2 separate regions of the Rattus norvegicus genome follow, and region 2 is linked to region 1. A link is a contact called in public Hi-C data. All regions are on one chromosome and are shown on one strand. Each heading gives the region's core, a stretch centred on a gene start, on an enhancer-like site or on the middle of the called end of the contact. The rest is flanking DNA. Distances are from core to core; before and after follow the strand shown. Region 1 has its middle 15 kb from the start of Fbxl2. Region 2 overlaps LOC134480241 (a long non-coding RNA gene).

The links. Hi-C and Micro-C count contacts between places; a contact is called where the count stands out from the background.
Region 2: a contact with region 1 is called in a Hi-C map of the Rat2 cell line, with 4 times the contacts expected there. The contact joins two enhancer-like sites. A contact is called at or near these places in 4 of 12 Hi-C or Micro-C datasets (the Rat2 cell line, Schwann cells, kidney and 1 more) and 1 of 1 datasets of contacts at active chromatin or transcription factors (oligodendrocytes).

The regions. Positions count from the first base shown.
Region 1 is chr8:122,854,775-122,861,486 of GRCr8, forward strand. No RefSeq gene overlaps it. Among named protein-coding and RNA genes, the nearest start is that of Fbxl2, 15 kb to the left of the region's middle. Within about 2 kb of position 4,402, at least 3 of the 93 cell types and tissues checked have an H3K27ac peak or open chromatin away from gene starts, as enhancers often do.
Region 2 is chr8:122,916,027-122,922,738 of GRCr8, forward strand. LOC134480241 (a long non-coding RNA gene) reads right to left here. Exons shown (of 3, transcript XR_010054498.1): 3 at 5,976-6,712. Among named protein-coding and RNA genes, the nearest start is that of Crtap, 26 kb to the right of the region's middle. Within about 2 kb of position 3,590, at least 14 of the 93 cell types and tissues checked have an H3K27ac peak or open chromatin away from gene starts, as enhancers often do.

The DNA.
Region 1 (6,712 bases), core at 3,152-5,651:
TTCTGGTTCCAACCATGACTCAGCCCTAACGTTGGGTTACCTTTTGCACTGTGTGAGCCTCCCATCTTCAGTCGCGTTTGTGACGTTTGTGACGGGGTCAGAAGAAGGTGTTAGATCTCCCTAAACTGGGTTTACAGGCAGTTGGGAGCAACCTGAACTCAGGACTGGGAATTGAACTTGGGTCCCATTTAAAAGCAGCGCGTGCTCTTAAGCATGGAGCTAGCTCTCCAGATCCACTTTTACACTTAGATAGCTATGCCTATCCTCTTATTTTCAGATGATTCAGCTAATTGTTAGTGATTTGTTATCTCGGCAGTAAGTGGATTTGGCCTCCAGTGTATAATGTTAAAAAATATTGGGGTTGGGGATTTAGCTCAGTGGTAGAGCGCTTGCCTAGGAAGCGCAAGGCCCTGGGTTCGGTCCCCAGCTCCGAAAAAAGGAACCAAAAAAATATATTATATTTCGTTGCATATACAAAATTAAACAATAAACTGAGGTTCCAAATGAATTCACACGTGTTTAAAGTACACAAGTTGATCCAGACAGGGTAGCACATACTTAAATTCTCAGCATTTGAGAGCTGAGACCGAGAGATTGCCACAAAATTCTGGGTCAGCCTGGGCTACATCCTGAGTTCAAGGCAAGCCTTGACTACACAGCAATTTCAAGCAGACATGGCTTGCACATCCAGACCCTGTTTTAAAACAAACAACAAAATCAGTCAAAGCTGCCAAGTGGTGGAATACAGCTTTAATCCTAGTAAGAAAGGCTGGTATTTGTCACGAGTTTGAGACCAGTCTTGGTGACATAGTCAATGCAAGGCAGCCAGGGCTACATACACATCATGACCCTGTGTCAAGGAACCAGAAAAATAGGAACCAATGTTGAACAGGCGTGACCCGCGTTCACTTTCAGTTTGCCCTCTTCCTCCGAGCTATTTAAGATTTGTTTCTGTATGCAGGAACCCACATAGGCCAGAAGAGGGCGACAGATCCCCTGGAGGTGGAGTTTCCGGGGGTTGTCAGTTATCTGATGTGAGTGCTGGAAACCAAATTCAGGTCCTCTGCAGGCACACCCAGTGCCCTTACCGACTGAGCCATCTCTCTAGCCCTCCTTTGAACTATTTAACGCCGTAATTAATTCCTCTAGCCCCTCTAACCTTCAGTTCACCCTGTGGGTTTCCTTTGTACTATTTTGGCTTTTTTGTTTGTTTCTTTTTCCCTCAGTTTAGGTAATCGTTTCCCCCCCCCCTTTTTTTTTTTTGCAGTGTCGGGGATCGGATGTAAAACCTTCACACGCTAAGCAAGGCCCCTCCGCTGAGCTACACTGACATTCCTTGGATTTTGAAGGGGGATTCTCTGTGTAACCCAGGCTGGCCTTGACTTTTCTGCCTTGCTATTTTTCATTGCAAACACGCTGACATGCGACAGCTAATGGTCAAAATGCACAACTTGCTTCGGGTTAAGGCTTCTCTGCTGCTCTGGCAAATTTAACAGTGTGAGGTGGTAGTTACCACTGAGTCACTGTGGCAAAGGAATGAGAGAAAGGCTTGCTTTGGCTCTCTGCTCTAGAAATTTCCATCTACCTAGGCAGGGAGGGCAGGCTAGCCCACTGCGTAGCAGAATGGGGGTGTAAGGTAAAGGCATTCGCCCCATAGCAAACCAGGAAGCAGAGCCCAAGGAGAAACCAGGGGCAGGTGTGACTTGTAGAAGCCTGTCCCTAAACAGATTCTCCCAGCTACTCCCTACCTCCCAAAGGCCCAGAGCTTCCCGAAACAGTCTATGGGGACAAGCATTCGAATTGTGAGTCTGTATGTAGAAGGGAGGGGATATTTCAGATTCAAACTGTAGGAGGCACTCTAAATTCAGGAAAGAGATGGACGGGAGGGAGGAGACCTGTGGCCACCAACAGGATAAGGAGCGGCTCCTTAGAAGTCACCTTCGTTAGCATTCTGTCTAGGCTCCACCCATAGCTACCTGGCAACAGCTAACACTTAACCTGACACTGTAAAAGGGACTGCTTGCTCCCTCCTCCCTCTCTTGCTTTCTTGCTCTCTTGCCCTCTTGCCCTCTTCCCCCCCACCTCCCCTTGTCCCTTCTCTCCCCATTCCCCTCCCCTCTCTCTACATGCTCACTGTCAGCCTCTCCTCATCCTCCCCTCTCCTCTCCTCATCCTCCCCTCTCCTCTCCTCATTCTCCCCTCTCCTCTCCTCTCCTTTCCTCTCCTCTCCTCCCCTCTCCTCCCCTTCCTTCCTTCCCCTCCCCTCCTCTCCTTTTTCTTCTCCTCTCTCTCTCTCTCTCTCTCTCTCTCTCTCTCTCTCTCTCTCTCTCCCTCCCTTTGTCTCTACTACCCTCTCATCTCCCCGCCCCATGTCCTGAATAAACTCTATTCTGGCTGGTCCCTCAGGGGGAAGGGATGCCTCAGCATGGACCCTCGGAGGCACCCCCTTGCCCATACTTCACCACATCTACACAGAGCATGTCCCCCCTCTCTTTCTCTTTCTATAAACACATCAACCTCTGCCTTCACTGGGCTTTGTGCAGCAGAACCAGAACCAGAAATCACACAAAGGAATGTTTAACCCTCGATAAGTTGGTGACGTGCATTCTCTCCTGGCCAACGTTGAACCCCTCAAGCACCTCTTCTCAAGGAGATGGGAAGGACCGTGTGCCTGTGCTGGGGGTGGAGTCCAGGGTGGCTTTGTTCATCTGACATGTGTCCTGGGTTCAAGCTCAGTACTTGCTCAGCCAAGGAGGGTGGGAGTGGGGGACTGGAAGGGGGAGGTGGAGGACCAAAGGAAGGGAAAAGATAAAGGCAGGGAGAATACCTTTGCTAAGATTCACTACAAAGCCCGTGTCAGCACAGATCTCAGATGCACGGTTTTAACTCTGCAGAGCCTTGGGAGGGTTTGCTGTGTCTGGTACGAAGACAACCGTTCCTAGAAACAAAGATTTGGGCATGAAGACGGACAAACACATGTATACCAGTGGGCACAAGAGGACCAGTAATCCTTGGGCTATCTGGGGTCAGTCTTGGATAGATAGCCCCTAAGAGGGCTGTCGCTGTTGCTGGCCCCTACAGAGGGGTCAGTGAGAAGGTCAGCTTAATTGTTTCTCAAAGCAAGGCTATGTTTCACTGGTTAATTTGTGATCTCTAAAGTCCCCTTTTGGTGATGATGATGATCACCATCATCATCATCATCATCATCATCATCATCATCATCATCATCATCATCATCATCATCATTATTTATGTGAAGAATGGGAGTGCCCGTGAGTGTAGGTGCCCACTGGAGCCAGCGGCATCAGATCCCCTGGATTTGGATCTGGAGTTAAAAGGTGAAACCTGAGTTCTGGACCCCTGCAAAAGTCATACACACTTTTAACCACTGAGCCACCTCTTCAGCCTGCAAGATCTTGTTTTTAAATAAACACAACCTCTACCTAGGCGACATTATGATGTGTGTTAAAGGAAAGTGACCACGGTCCAGAAATGTGAAAGGAGGCCCCAAGAAAGTTGCAAATTAAATCAGGAAAGCCAGAATTAACCACAGGCTTTAAATACCAGAGCTGTCCCTCTCAGGACCATCTGCATTTCAACAAGAAAGGAAGAAGACGACAGGATACCATCTGGAGCCTGCAGGGGCTTCCTGAGAGACTGGGAACTTCCCGGGATCCCTGAAATACCAGCACAGAAACAGCCAGGGACAAAACCCACCCAGAAGTAAGACTCCTGAGTGCGCCAGGCCTTCTCTTTGGCAGCCCTGACCTGCCTGCCTTCCAAGTCCAGATGGGGCTTCCTTTGGGGTCCAGTGTTCAGCACCCCTGTCTGAGGACTCATCCCTGCTCTGAGGATTAGGCTCTAACCCTGTGCTTATACAAAAGTCTCCTGCCACCGGCAGCCTGCAGGCCAACAGCTTCTCCCTGGATGGTTTCTTTTAGTTAATTTTTAAAAGAGGCAGGGGAGGTAAATTGAGGGTTGGGAGGCAGGGAGCAGTCTTGGCAATGACTGGGGTCCAGCTGCAAATCGGCTTCAGACCCCAGAGCAACTTGAAAGAAGCCCAGTGTCCACAATGGCTCTTCAGTGCCCGCCTGTGTTTACCCAGGACCTAGCCCACAGCCTCGGGGGCCTCCAAGGCAGCTCACAAGTAAATGCCACATTGTGCTCTGGGTTTTTTTAGTGCTTTCGGTAGCTGGTAGCAAGATGATTTGTAAGGCTGCTGCACATCAAACGGGTCTGAAATTCTATATTGGCTGCTATAGCCCAGCTCTGCAGGCACACGAAGCCTTCCTTCACTTAGCGAAAACACACAAGATGTGCCTAGGCCTGCAGTAGCCACAGAAGGCAAAAACACATGGCAATGGGCTGTGTCCTATAGAGCAGACCCTGAGGGACTGGGGAGACAGTACAGTTGGTAAAGTGCTGGGCAGTCAGAAGGACCTGAGTTCAAATTCCAGTCACCCTTGTGAAAAGCCAGCCACAGCGGCGACATGCAAGCAATTCCAGTTCTGGGGAGGTAGAAACAGGAGGATCCCTGGAGTTGGCTGGCCCGCCGGTCTAGCTAAATGATGGACTGTGGTTCAATGAGAAACCCTGTCTCAAAATATAAGGTGGACAGCAACTGAGAGAGACACTGGACTCATAGATAGGTGTATATGCACGTGTGCACACATGCACGCACGCACACACCACACACACACACACACACACCACACACACATCATACAAACACACACCACACACACACACACCACACACACACACCACACACACACACACCACACACACATCATACAAACACACACCACACACACACACACCACACACACACACCACACACACACACACACCACACACACACACACCACACACACACACCACACACACACACACCACACACACACACACACACACACACACACACACACACACACACACTAAGTAACGAATAGATAAATAAACATTTGAAAATTCTGAAGCCAGAGCTACCCAGCTATGCCACTCCTGAGTGTCCACTGGATAGAGCCTAAGACAGCTTACTGCAGAGACACCTGAGTATTCACGTTTACCACAGCGCTGTGACCAAGGTAAATGATTGGCTTAGGAGTTGAACAGATGAAGGATTTATGAATGAAGAGGGCGTGGCACACGCAGTGTATTAGCCGCTTTTCTCATTGTTACGGCCAAGTACTCAACAAAAGCAGCTGAAGAGAGAAAGGTTGATTTGGGTTCATTCTGCTGGAAATGGGCACATCAGCTGGGTTTCATATGTGTGTGTGTGTGTGTGTGTGTGTGTGTGTGTGTGTGTGTGGTATGTGTGTGTGTATGTGTGGTATGTGTGGTATGTGTGTGGGTTTGTGTGTGTGTATGTGTGATATGTGTGTGTTTGTGAGTGTATGTGTGTGTATATGTGTGTATGTGTGTATATGTGTGTGTATGTATGGTATGTGTGTGTATGTGTGTGTGTTTGTGTGCTTGTATGTGTGATATGTATGTGTATGTGTGTATATGTGTGTTTATGTGGGTGTGTGGTGTGTGTGTATGTGTGGTTTGTGTGTATATGTGTGTGTATGTATGGTATGTGTGTATGTGTGTGCTTTCGTGATATGTATGAGTATGTGTGTGTAGTATGTGTGTGCATGTGTGTATGTGTATATGTGTAGTATGTGTGTGTATGTGTAGTATGTGTGTGTGCATGTGTGTGTATGTGTAGTATGTGTGTGTGCATGTGTGTATGTGGGATATGTATGAGTATGTGTGTGTATATGTGTAGTATGTGTGTGTATGTGTAGTATGTGTGTGCATGTGTATGTATGTGTAGTGTGTGCATGTGTGTGTATGTGTGTATGTATGTGTGTGTGTGGTGTTTGCATGTATATCTGTCCTATGTAGACACGTGGACACATGCGAATGCCGGAAGTGGATGCTGGTGTCTCCCTCCAGGGTTTCCCACTGACCCTCCAGTGCACTGGTTCAGTCAGGGCAGCTGGCTGCCCAGTGAACTCTGGAGATCTTCCTGGCTCTGTCCCCAGGAATGGGATTAAAGATGACATCACCACCCCTGGCTTTTACATGGTGCTCAGTTCTTCTTGGTCGCCCACCTTTCGGTCCCAGACCTCAGCCATGAACGGCACTACCCACCTTAAGGATGGGTCTTCTCAATTAACTTAACGTAGCAGTTCTCTCAAGGACACATCCAGAGATTTGTTTTCTAGGTCAATCTAGATCCTGTCACGTGAACAATGGATCCCACCACCAATCTGCACAATGGAATGCTAGTCATCTACAAAGAATGAATGGCGGGGCTGCAGAGAGAGCACAGCACGTAAGAGCCACGTGATGCTCTTCTAGAGAAACTGAGTTTGGTCCCCACTGCTCAATTCCAGCAGCTCAGAACCACCTGTGACTCTGGCTCCGGAGGACCTGCTGCCCTCTTGTGGCTTCCTTAAGCAACTGCATGCATGTGGTACACACAAATAAAAATATTTTTATTAAAAGAATCAAATGTCGAAAAATGGATGAAACTGGAAACTGTCACATTAAACTCAGTAAGCGAGGTTTAAAATAATACCACATTTTCCTCATGTGTGAGTCATAGAATTCTTTATAGCTGTGTAAAACCATATCTATACATCTACATATAAATATATAGACATACATACGCATATATGATATGACATCAGGAAGGGGAGGGGAGGGGAAGGGAGGAGAC
Region 2 (6,712 bases), core at 2,340-4,839, 60 kb after region 1:
GAAGTACCTCACTGTTAAAAACACTCACTGCTCTTGCAGAGGACAGGAGTTTGCACACACTGGCCCCTCACAGCCCCCTGGAACTCAAGCTCCAGGGGACAGAAGACCATCCTGTGACCTCTTCATGCACTCCCACACTCATACACATGCATAAGAGTAAAAAACGTTTTTTTTTGGTCAAAATAAAATAAGTCCCGAATAAATAATTTAATGAAGGTACCCGAATATTTTTAAAAATAATCTATTGATTCTTATTATATGTGCTTTGGTGTCTTGCCTGCAGGTGAGGGAGTCAGATGCCCTGGAACTGGAATTGTAGACAGTGGTGAGCTACCCTGTGGGTGCTGGGAATTGAACTTGCATCTCCTGGAAGAGCAGCCCATGCTCTTAACCTCTGAGCCATCTCTCCAGCTCCCTGCACCTCAGTACGTTTTTAATGACTAAGCCAAACTCCACACAATAAGGCCCAGGGCAGAAACCAATGAGATAGAGCTGGAAGAGGGCATAAAGAGCCCAATCGTTGTCTGTTTCTTTGTGGTGGTTTGGTTTTTGTCTTGTTTTTTGTTTGTTTGTTTGTTTTTTATGGTGTTTGTGGTATTTTGGCTCTTGTTGTTGTTGTTGTTGTTGTTGTTGTTGTTGAGGCCACCACCACCACCACCTGGCTGGTTATTTCAAAACATAAATGAGTTCCAGAAATCCTAAGCAAAAATAGCCAAAGAAAAGAGGAACCCTGTGATGGTCTGCATATGCTGGGCCCAGGAGGGGCACTATTAGAAGATGCAGCCCTGTTGGAGTAGGTGTGGCCCGATGGGTGTGGGCTATCAGACCCTCATCTTAGCTACCTGGAGGCCAGTCTTCTGCTAGCAGCCTTCAGATAAAGATGTAGAACTCTCAGCTCCTCCTGCACCATGCCTGCCTGGATGCTGCCATGTTCCCACCTTGATGATAATGGACTGAACCTCTGAACCTGTAGGCCAGCCTCAATTAAATGTTGTCCTTTTTAAGAGTTGCCTCGGCCATGGTGTCTGTTCACAGCCGTCCAACCCTAACTAAGACAAACTCCAAACTAATAAAATTAAGAGATGGAAACAGGGAGACTACGAGAGCTCTCAGTCAAATCCAGGGGATTGTTAGGGATCCTTTGGAAATCTATATTTCAAAGTGCCGAGAAATCCAGAGGAAGTGAATAAGTGCCTGGACACACATGACCATCCCAAGTTAAATAAAATGATACAGACAATATTTAACTATACTGAGCAAGGAGCAGTAATAAAATATCTCCCAAGAAAGAAAACCCAGGACCAAACAGATAAACCTCTGAATTCCATCAGACGTTCAAAAAAGAAACTAACAGGATCAACGGTGATCGCACACCTTTAGTCTAGCACTCGGGAGGCAGAGGCAGGTGGATCTCTGAATTCAAGGCCAGCCTGGTCTGGTCTACAAATCGAGTTTACCAAAACAGGTAAGGACATAACAAAAGAAGAGAGACCAAGAGTCCACGAACGCAGACGACAAAATTACCAGTAAATGACTTGCAAACTGAATTCAACAACCCATCTTTTAAAAAAAGCACATGCCATTTTCAGTTTGGCTTCGTTCTAAGGCTGCCAGGAATGGCTCCGACAGCACAGGCCATCCAAACACTGTGCGCAGAACCACAACCGCCCTACCAGATGTAGGGAGGGGCTTCGAATCCCTCATAGACTTCCTTACAATTGTTTTTGTCTTGTTTTAGTTGGGTTTTCCCCGCTTTGGCCGGTTTGGCTTGCCACTTAGCCCAAGGCTAGCTCAAACTGCAGCCCTCCTGCTTTGGCCTCCCAGCGTGCTGGCAATTCAGCCACATACCACCTTGCCAAGGGTCTCTTGTTTCAAAACTGTCTAGCTCCTTGTTCTTTCTGCTCCACTCCTTTTCATTCCTGTCACCTCCCCTGCCTTTTAGTGACACGCACGCAGCAGCTGCCATCGGAACTCACATCCAAAAATGCTCAGGTCCTTCTGTGGAATACACTGCAAATGTTTTTCCTCCTAGGATCCCAGGTCTCCTCTGAAAGTCTTCCTAGGTTTTCCCCCAATCCTAGCCAGCCCAGAAGTCTAGAAGCCCCACCCAGCTTTGGATGACCCAGGGGTCTCGCTGTGAGGACTCTGCCTTAGAAAGTGCATGTCGGAAACCTCAGGACTTGAGAGAACAGAGTCCACTGCAGTAGCGTCCTGGAATGACTGGGTATGGCTACGATCCCTGAGCCCAGTGGATGGAGGAGAAACAGTGGGAAATAACCAAAATAAAACACTTAAACTAACTTAAAAAAAAAGGGGGGGTTCTTTTCCCAACTATTTTCCAAGTTCTAATTTCCTCCAAGACAGAGAATGAACATACCACTCTAACTCTAGGGGTAGACACGGCCAGAAATAACATTCGAGGCTGCAGCTCGCCATCACTGTGGGAAACAAAACTCAATTTCTCATCTCCCGGCCATATTTACAAATTTCTTTCCTTTGTGTGTCCATACTTGTGCAGGTAGAGGTCAACCGTAAGTGTCATCCCTCAGGAGCTGTGGTTTTTGAGACAGCATCCTTCTCTGGGACCTAGGGAGGCCAGCTGGCCAGTGCCTGTTCCCTCCTCCCCAGTGCTGGGAGTATAAGCATCGTGCACCACTTCATCTGTTTGCTTCTTACACGCTGCTGGCATCGGACTCAGGTCCCGGTGTCTGCAGGGCAACCGCTGTGTCAACAAGCTGCTTCCTCCGCCCTCCCTTTCTTCTTTTTGCTTCCAAGACACAAGCCTGCTAGTTAGCCCAGGCTGGCCTAGAACCCCGTGTTGGCCTTGAACTCGTGATCCTACTTGCTCAGGCTCCTGTTTACAGGCACGAACCACAACAGCTTATGGCTACCTTCCCTTTGTAAACTGAGGCACTGATATCTTGTGTGCCCGCTCCCAAGAAGGAACTAAAGCAAAGCCACAAGTATCCCAAGCCAGGAATCTGTGGCGGATGCTCTGAGGTACTAGGAGAGCTGTTGGTATGTTACCAAGAGAGATTTTTCAAAAGCACACACACACACACACACACACACACACAATCACACAGACACACACAATCACACAGACACACACACCACACACACACACAATCACACAATCACACACACACCACACATAATCACACACAATCACATACACAATCACACAATCAATCACACACACACAATTACAATCACACCCACAATCACACAATCACGAACACAGACACACACAGACCACACATAATCACACAATCACACCCACACACAAGCACACACACACAACCACACACACACCACACAATCACACACACAGGCACACACACAATTACACAATCACACACAGACACCACACACACACACACACACACAGCACTTGCACAGCACTGCTGTCTCGCTGGGTTTGAGTGGGTTAGCCCATGCAAACCCGAGTGGATTGGAGTAGGTCAGTCTATACAAACCTGGGCTACCCTGGTGCCTGTTCTTTCGGGAACACGAGACTAAGGCAGACGGGGACTGGTGCTGCCCCTGGCTGCAGACAGGAAGAGCAATACATAAACCTTTTGACTGGGGCTCACTTAAGGTTCTCCCCATCCCGCCCCCGTGCACATAGTTTCTACTCCCCACACTAGGTCATTCAAGTCTGGAGTCACCAGAAAAAAGAAGTCGCTGTTTGGGGGATGGCAGACGATCAAGAGTTCAGACAGCTGCGATGAACGGTTAGTTGTGGTTTCTCCTCACAGCCTCGCTACCAACTGCACTGCCATCCTATGTTCAAACACTATTAAGTGAGAATGTTTGCTCTGGCGCTAATCCATCTTCTCCCCACAGTTTAAGTATTGATTTAAAAAAAAAAAAAAAAGAAGCAGCTTTGGTTTGCAGTGCACATTTAAAACTTAAAAAAAAAAAAGTTATTTCCATAAAAGTTGGCAGAAACCAGGCCACTGGTCATTCCCCCAGTGGCTATAATAAACCCCTGCCCACTGACAATCTAACAGATCTTTTTCTGTTTGCCACTGGGCTGGGTTCAATAAAATTTTTGTGCTTAACATTCCCCTAATAAGGGCTCCTAAGAGCACACGCTTCCTTCCTAGGGCAGCCTTTGTGGGTAACATTCCCAGCAGCTCTCCTGGATCCCAGAGGTGAGTGGGGGCCAGTTAGTGACCATCAGAATGCCTTGAACTCAGAAACACACTCAGGTGCTCAAACTAGTGCTCTGGCTTGGGGACACAGCTCACTAGTGAGTGTTTACCTAGCATGCACAAGGCCCTAGGTCCAATCCTCAAGACCTCAAGACACACACACACACACACCTTGCCTGCCATGCATTCCAACATTCCTTTTACTTGAAGGATGTTGGCTCACACCTTGTCATCCCAGCACTGGAGAGATTAAAAGCAGGAGGATCAGGAGTTCAAGGTCATCTTCAGCTTGAAAGAAAAGGAGAAGGAGAAGGAAAAAGAATCTGTGTGTTGGCTCACCCTTTTAATCCCTGTACTCAGCAGGCAGAGGCATGTGGATCTGCGTGACTTTGGGGCCAGCCTGGACTTTGTAGCAAGTTCTAAACTAGGCAGGCTACCCAGTGAGAACCTGCCTCAAAAGAACAAGAAGTAATCTTGAATCTGGTAGGCTGTTGGTCAACCTTACACGCATGTGTGTACACTAACTTTTCCTTGGCACTTCTCTCTGGAAGTCAAGCCTAAGGCTGGTATGGGGTTCACACCCATCATCCCAGCACTTAGGAGACTGAAACAGGAGGACGACCTTCAGTTCAAGACTAGCCTGGGCTATAAAGCAAGGCTCCAGATCTCAAAACACAAAACCAGATTATATATTGAGTCTAAGTGACAGCCCTTAGGGTATGACACTCAGACTTCTGGAAGTTCCTAGAGTTGAGCAGATGCCCCACTGTGATGGGGTCACTCACAGACAGCCACTGCTCCATGCTCGGGACAGAGAATAAATAAACTATCTCAATGCAGACATGGAAATCCTCATAAACTTACACTGCATGCTTTACAAGAAAACAAATTTGGGGTTGGGGATTTAGCTCAGTGGTAGAGCGCTTGCCTAGCAAGCGCAAGGCCCTGGGTTCGATCCCCAGCTCTGAAAAAAAGAAAAAAAAAACAAGAAAACAAATTTTATTTCCCAAAAGTATACACCATTCTGATGGCGACCTTATGGAATCCAAAGACCTTCAAGGTTCTTCCAAGAATCAGAGGTGGGAAGGCATTGGCTGAAGCCACCGAGTGATTGCATGGCAGATACGAAGGAACAAGTTCACATTTATTTATTTATTTATTTATTTATTTATTTATTTATTTATTTATTTATTTATTTATCTTAGAGAGAAGACCTGGTTTCCATTGAAATAAAATAATTTCAGTGGATCTGGTTGTGCACGCCCATCATCCCAGCATTCAGAATGCTAAGGCAAGAAGACTACAGAGCAACTTCCCAGGCCAGCCAGAGCTACAGAACAGTGTCCTGCCCCAACTAAACCAACAGACTGTAGCACTTCAAACCACAGCATTGTCACCCTCGAAAATACTGTCACCAGAGAACACACTGCTGAACCGGGAAATCAACTTTTAAAGGCCCCAACTCAAACCGTAACCCTGCTATTTGCACCCTAACTCCAAGGACAAGGACCAAGTGGCCACTTTAAGGGCTACAGAGAGGAGTAAGCACCTGTAGATGTCACTACAGCCTTAAGGCAAATTCAACACCACCAGGTTCTCTGGAATTCTTGGGCAGCTTCTAGACCGAGCCCGGCCACACCCCAGCCCTGCCTCCTACCTGCCGCGTGACTCATCCCCAGTTCTCCCAATGAAGTTTCTCTGGTAGAACAGTGGGTGGGGCAAGGCAAGGAAGGGGAATTTACGCTTCGAGGCTGCTCTAGTTTGCTTCTGTTGCTGTGATAAAACACTTAGATTGAGAGAAATTTAACAGGAGGAAAAGGTTATTTCAACTTACAGTTTACAGTCTATTGATGCAAGTCAGGGCGAGAACTCAAGCAAACCCCCACCCACCCACCTTCCCAAGACAGGAATCACCGAGGAGTGCTGCTTTTCGGGCTCACAGGCTCAGGCTCAATTAGCTTTTATACAGCTCAGGACCACCAGTCCAGGAAATGGCTCCACCCATAGTGGATTGGACCCAACCACATCAATTAAAATAATCAAGGCAATTCTTCAGGACTGGAAAGAAAAATGGCTCAGCAGTCAAGAGCACTGGCTGCTTTTCCAAGTTCTAGTCCCAGCACCCATGTGGTAATTCAAGTTCCGGGGCATCTTCTGTCTTCCTCAGGTACTAGATATGCACATTGCACACAGACAGACAGACATGGAGGCAAAACACTCATACACATAAAAGTAAATAAATCTTAAAAAAAAAAAAAAAAGACAGCCTTCCACTTCCAACCTCCGCGCGCGCGTGCGCGTCTTGAGTGTGTATCTATCAAAGAACAGCATCAAGTGTCATTCCTCAGGTCCTATTTTTTGAGACAGGGTCTCTCACTGGCCTGACAGTCATCAAGTAAGCTAGACTGGTCTTCCAGCTCGTTTCCAGCCGGCAGCCATTGCTCAGGTTTTTTCTGAGGGAGGGGAGAGGCAGCTGAGGGTCAGAGGGTGACCTGCAACAGTCCGTTGGAACCACGAGTGTCTGGGGAACTGAACCCAGGTTGTCAGGCTTA